Linked DNA regions of Triticum aestivum: region 1 is linked to region 2. Evidence: chromatin contacts called from public Hi-C data. All regions are on one chromosome and are shown on one strand. Each heading gives the region's core, a stretch centred on a gene start, on an enhancer-like site or on the middle of the called end of the contact. The rest is flanking DNA. Distances are from core to core; before and after follow the strand shown.

Region 1 (2,700 bases), core at 51-2,550, 200 kb after region 2:
TCGTTGGAGTATAATAAGGTAAGGTCAACGTTTGCTTCATGTGCGATCATGTTTGAAACGAGAAAATTTGAAGCCGGACGCCACTCGCTCTGATCGCTCCAAAAACAAGATCAAGGTCAGAGCACGTATCATGAGTCATGGGTTCGTGCCGACACGTCGGACGTTTTAGTCTCCCGGCCTCACCAACCAGGCGTCCCATGTTCTTGGTCATTTCGCCTTTGCTTGCTGCATGCAAACACGTACGTACGCACACCCGATCGACCACCAATTATTTGCCAGGGCAGTGTGGACGTGCTTCTCTCTCTGATTAGCTAATAATATGGGGGGAATGGAGCATTTGCACCATGATTGGCTGCTGACTATATATTGGTCTTTCAATAACCGAGTCGACTAAGTGTACACGTGGCCCTCTAATTCGCACAGAAACGATTAGTAGCGCTGTAGCACAGAACCGGTAAGCCCTTGCTCGTCCTGTAACGACGGCTCTGTAGCTGTAGCTGTAGCAGGCAGGATTTCCATGTCAGGTCAGTGCATTTTTCTCTGTGGGTTCCGTATCTCCTACGTACTCTACAGCACATGCATGGTACACCGCTTATCACCGGTAGCTGAACCAAGGCGGCAACCGTTGTTTTCGCAGGCGCTATTTTCCGCCGTGCTACGCTCCGTAGCAAGATAGTACTCCCGAGAGCGACTGATGATCGGTACCGTTACAATACTGGCACTATTTCCACAGACGGGCCCGGATCCCTGTGCCCGTATACCACGCCACAGTACGTCTTCACCCGATGTATTATTGGCATTGGCACGCTCGCAATCCACCCGTTTTTGGGAACTTCCGCCGGTTGCTTGCACGGCGGGAACGGATCACTCCCACCAACGCATGCAAAGCTTGCAAGCCTCTGCATCCGTCGTAGTAGCCGGTAGCTCGACGCGCGCCGAGGCAGCCGTGGACCGTGTGGACACGCCGGCGGGGAGCCGTGCCGTGACATGGCGCGCGCGAGTTGGACCGGCCGGCCGGCTAGGGAGGCGGCGATGCCAAGCGTGACACATGCGCGAGGAGATAACCATGAGCGAGGGATCACCGGCGAGGTTTCACAAAGCTTTATGTTGCTGTCTGGGTACGTCCGCCGGATGGACGATGATTCGTGGAGGTCATTTACCGGATCGAAGCTGGCCACGTCCCCCGTCGGAACCCTGCCGCTGATTGGCCGCGATTTGCACGAGTGAACGGGAATCTCTCCCAGGCTTGTGGAAGCACTTAGTATCAGTTATCACCATAGGGGTCTTGTCTCATCGTTTACGCGGGGATGAAACCCGTGTCACGTAACCGCGTGTTTTGGCAAAAGCGACCAGTCCCGGCGCGATCTATACTACGGAACAGCGATGTGATTGCGATCCACACTTGGAGTGGTAGATGCGGACCCAAAGTGGTTCCTCCGGGCGTCGTGGCCCTGCTGATCCCCACAAACCATTCAATCAGCTGAGCAACTAGTACTAGTACTCCCCTAGTGTGTGTAGGGGCCCTCGCCCACTCTGTGGTCTGATCTGGATAGCTTCCTTTTGGACGGGGAGGTTCAAGATGCAGAAGAGAACAACGTGGGACAATGAGACGGATGTGGTTGTTGCTGGTTGAGTAAATTGCACAGAAGTACCACAACTGGGGCATTGGAAGCAGATTGGTACCAAGCTTGATAATTTTTACATGTCAGTACCAAATCTGGGGCCATACGTTACAAAAAGGTCTAAATCGCGTATAAACGCGTATTGACAGTGTATCTGACCGGCGGGGCCCGCCTGTCAGCTGCCGACGTGGCATTTTTTTTGCAGAAAACCCCCGCACGGCGGCGCCCGGTCTGGATCGAGGGGAGGATCCCCTCGAGCCCGAGCTCCTCTCGCATCACCGCCGCCCCCGCTCGCGCCGGAGCTGCCCCTGCTCGCGCCGCCGCGGCCTCTGGTCGCGCCGCCGCGGCCTCTGCTCGCGGCCCAAGATCGGCGACAGGGCGACGAGCGACGTGGTGGTGCGACTGCGGATGCCGGACTCGGGCCGGGACGAATGGCTCTACTGCCACTCCGGCGTGCTCGCCGCCGGGAGCGGCTACTTCGCCGACCGCCTCTCCGACGCCTGGCCGACGTGCCAGATCCTGCTTGAGGGCGCCGACCCCGTCTCCCGCTTCGGATTCAGCGGCGCGCTCGCCCTGCTCGAGGCCGCCGCGCACCTCGGCTGCGCCCGCACCGCCGCCGCCTGCGCCGACTACCTCGAGTCCGCCCCCTGGGATGAGGCCGGCGAGGAGGAAATCCTCGCCGCCAGCCACGCGCTCGCCTTCTTGCTGCCGGGATACCCGTGCATGCCGTCCTCCACGGGACGCGGCTCCCTTGCCACTCGGCGTCCCGCTGGTGAGCCCACCGTCGAGCAGCCGCTCCGGCGTGCCGAGGCGCTCGGGCTCGCGAGTCCTCCCTGGTGACTCATTCGAGGACGAGCGCGGCGGGATCTCTTCTCGCCGTCGGTGATGCGGCCGGTCGGCCAGCGCTGGGGTCTCCGTCGTGCTCTCCTCCCCTCGATCCAGATCGAGCGCCGCCGCGCGTGAGGACGAAGGAGGTGCGGGAGGTTTTCTGCAAAAAAAATGCCACGTCGGCAGCTGACAGGCGGGCCCCGCCGGTCAGATACACTGTCAATACGCGTTTATACGCGATTTAGACCTT
Region 2 (2,839 bases), core at 295-2,794:
CACCGTCCGTGGAGCAGTAACGGTTGGCTGCCAAACAGTAGAATTAGATTAACACGGCTAAGCTACCAGTACACATACACAGTACATCATCGATCTCCCATCGCCGTGAAAGTAGCCCGATCCGGTCCGTCCCATCCGTAGATACGCCATCCGTGCACGGCCGCACGAGTAATAATATTACTATTCGTCTACATTAGTCTTGACATTTTTGCAGCCCGGGCGAAGCGTCGCTTTTACCTACGGCGGGTCGTGCGCCCGCCGGTAACCATCCCGGCGGATCGGCCGAGCGGTGCCCAACGGAAGCGGCAGCCCGGCCGGCCGGCGGCGCGTCAGTTTTGACCCCCGGGGGATCGCCGGATTTTTTTAAGCGGAGTGAGCTCACCGGGGCTGCGTACCAACCTGGCCGAGTGCTGGCTGGACACGAACTACCTAATCAAGGCTTAAATTATTGCCTTGGCGCCAAGAGGGGGGTGATGGGATCATATAGAAAAATGGGGTTAGTCACGCACGCATGACAGGCGCTAGGGACACGGGCGCACAGCTAGGAGGTGTTTTGCTGGTTTGCGGCTAGTGGTTAGCTAGGCAATCGGTGGCGGTTGCTCCACCAAGTTTTGGAACGTGTTCCTACACCATGATTCCGTTTTCGTTGCGACCATCTCTTTTTAAAATTAGGCGCGCGACGCTGTGAGTTACGGTTGAGCTAACGAACGCACGAACGCTTGCCATGCTAGGAGTGGAAAGAAGAAGGGTGCTCCAATACCGACACATGTTAGTACATGACTCGCTACAAGTCTTCTACTAGTATAACCCTTGAAAATAGATTTACAATCTTTTTGTGCAATATTTGTGCAAGGGACCTATGCTTGAAACAAGTCTTGGCTTACTTAATGAGTGTGGCTAGGTCTCAGTCGACTGAGATTTAACCAAGTCTTAGTCAAGTAATGTAACATGCAAAGAGAGAACAAGAAAAAACCGAAAAGAAAAGTTTGCACGGATCCCATTGTACATCTGATAGATATATCATCGGACTTAACGAAGTGTCAGTCGACTATTACTTACTCCCTCCGTCCCAAAATATAAGAACAAAACGTTTTTATATTCTGGGATAGAGGGAGTAATTTCTTGCATGCAAAGAGAAGAAACCGATATCAGCCGGACGGCTAGTGGAGGTGGCTGTACCAAGCCAACTGACGATCGAATTTAGGTTAGATGCTCGACGACCCAAGTTTTTTAGTGTACATGTGTTTTGTCTACGCTGCGCTCCTGGAGAAAACAAGTCTATGAAAAAACAACTTGGTGGAGCAGCACTCACTCCCTTTGAGAGGGGAGGGGGAGGCAGATCCGTTTTGCAACCACCAAAGGACCAAAGCTACTCCACTCCAGCAAGTACACAACAAGGAATCAAACACGTTAGCTGCGCCGCGCCCACATCTTTACCCTCTCACTCACAAGCATCCTGCGACGCCCACCCAAACCCAACCCAACCCAACCCAGCCCCGACGCACGCCAAGCCCCTCGCGCCCGCGCAGGCGGTCAAATCCCCCCAAGGGATCGGGTCAATGGAGCGAGAAACCACCACCAACACCCCGCAAAAGAACCACCCAAAAGCTCTGCTCTCGCCGTCACGCCCCCCATATATACGCGCGCCCCGCCCTCCACGGCGCGCCCACCCCGCTCCTCCACCTCCCCTGCCTGCTGCATACAGCCGCGAGCGAGCGAGCTCAAGCTCCGAGCCGCCGCCGTCGAGCACGAGGAAGGGAAGCAGAGTAGCCATAGCTAGCGCCGGCGCCGGCATGGGGAGGTCGCCGTGCTGCGAGAAGGCGCACACCAACAAGGGCGCGTGGACCAAGGAGGAGGACCAGCGCCTGATCGGCTACATCAAGGCGCACGGCGAGGGCTGCTGGCGCTCGCTGCCCAAGGCCGCGGGCCTGCTGCGCTGCGGCAAGAGCTGCCGCCTCCGCTGGATGAACTACCTCCGCCCCGACCTCAAGCGCGGCAACTTCACCGACGACGACGACGAGCTCATCATCAAGCTCCACGCCCTCCTCGGCAACAAGTAAGCAACCGATCGCGATTTCAATGCGCATCGCCTCCTCCGCCTCTTCTTTCCCTGGTGTCTTGGAGGAAGGAAGCAGTTATTGACTAAAGCAGCGGTCGCCGTCGTGCAGGTGGTCGTTGATAGCGGGGCAGCTGCCGGGCCGGACGGACAACGAGATCAAGAACTACTGGAACACGCACATCAAGCGCAAGCTCCTCAACCGCGGCATGGACCCGCACACGCACCGCCCCATCAGCGCCGCCAGCGGGCTCACCGCGTCCACCACCGCCCCCGTCTTCCCTTCCTCCCCGGCGCCGGCGTCCAGGCTCGCCAGCGCGCCTTTCGCCTTCCAGAGCAGCACCGTGAGCTTCGCGAGGCCGTCCCCGTCGGACGACGGGCACAGCAGCAGCGGCGGAAGCAGCGACGCGCCGCGGTGCCCCGACCTGAACCTCGACCTGGACCTCGACCTGTCGATGAGCCTGCCGAGCTCGCCGCCCAAGACCGCGCCGCCCGCCAAGTCCACGCCCACGTCGCACCAGCAGCAGGGCATCTGCCTGTGCTACCACCTCGGCGTCCGCGACGGGGAGGCATGCACCTGCAAGACGGCGTCGCCGGCGGGCCCGCGCGTGTTCCGGTTTCTCCGGCCCCTGGAGGAGGGTCAATACATATAGCACGCTAGGCGCCCGGCAAAACTCTGTACAAAGCACAAAACGAAGGAGGAGAGGGAGAAAAAAAAAAGGGTTTCTAATTGAGATAGCTGATGTGGGTTATTATTTCTGATGTTTCGCTTCATCCCAAATA

Evidence for each region. A called contact is a pair of places that touch in the nucleus more often than the background predicts.
Region 1: a Hi-C map of leaf shows a contact between it and region 2, with 4 times the contacts expected there. The contact joins the enhancer-like site here to the promoter of LOC123062765 in region 2. A contact is called at or near these places in 3 of 5 Hi-C or Micro-C datasets (all in leaf) and 1 of 1 datasets of contacts at active chromatin or transcription factors (leaf).

The regions. Positions count from the first base shown.
Region 1 is chr3A:634,395,266-634,397,965 of IWGSC CS RefSeq v2.1, forward strand. No RefSeq gene overlaps it. Among protein-coding and RNA genes, the nearest start is that of LOC123062766, 110 kb to the right of the region's middle. Within about 2 kb of position 1,301, at least 4 of the 8 cell types and tissues checked have an H3K27ac peak or open chromatin away from gene starts, as enhancers often do. A contact at or near this core is called in leaf, where this site is marked.
Region 2 is chr3A:634,193,835-634,196,673 of IWGSC CS RefSeq v2.1, forward strand. It overlaps LOC123062765 (myb-related protein 308), which reads left to right and starts at 1,545. Exons shown (of 2, transcript XM_044486416.1): 1 at 1,545-2,056; 2 at 2,169-2,839. The coding sequence starts at 1,560. The coding sequence ends at 2,709.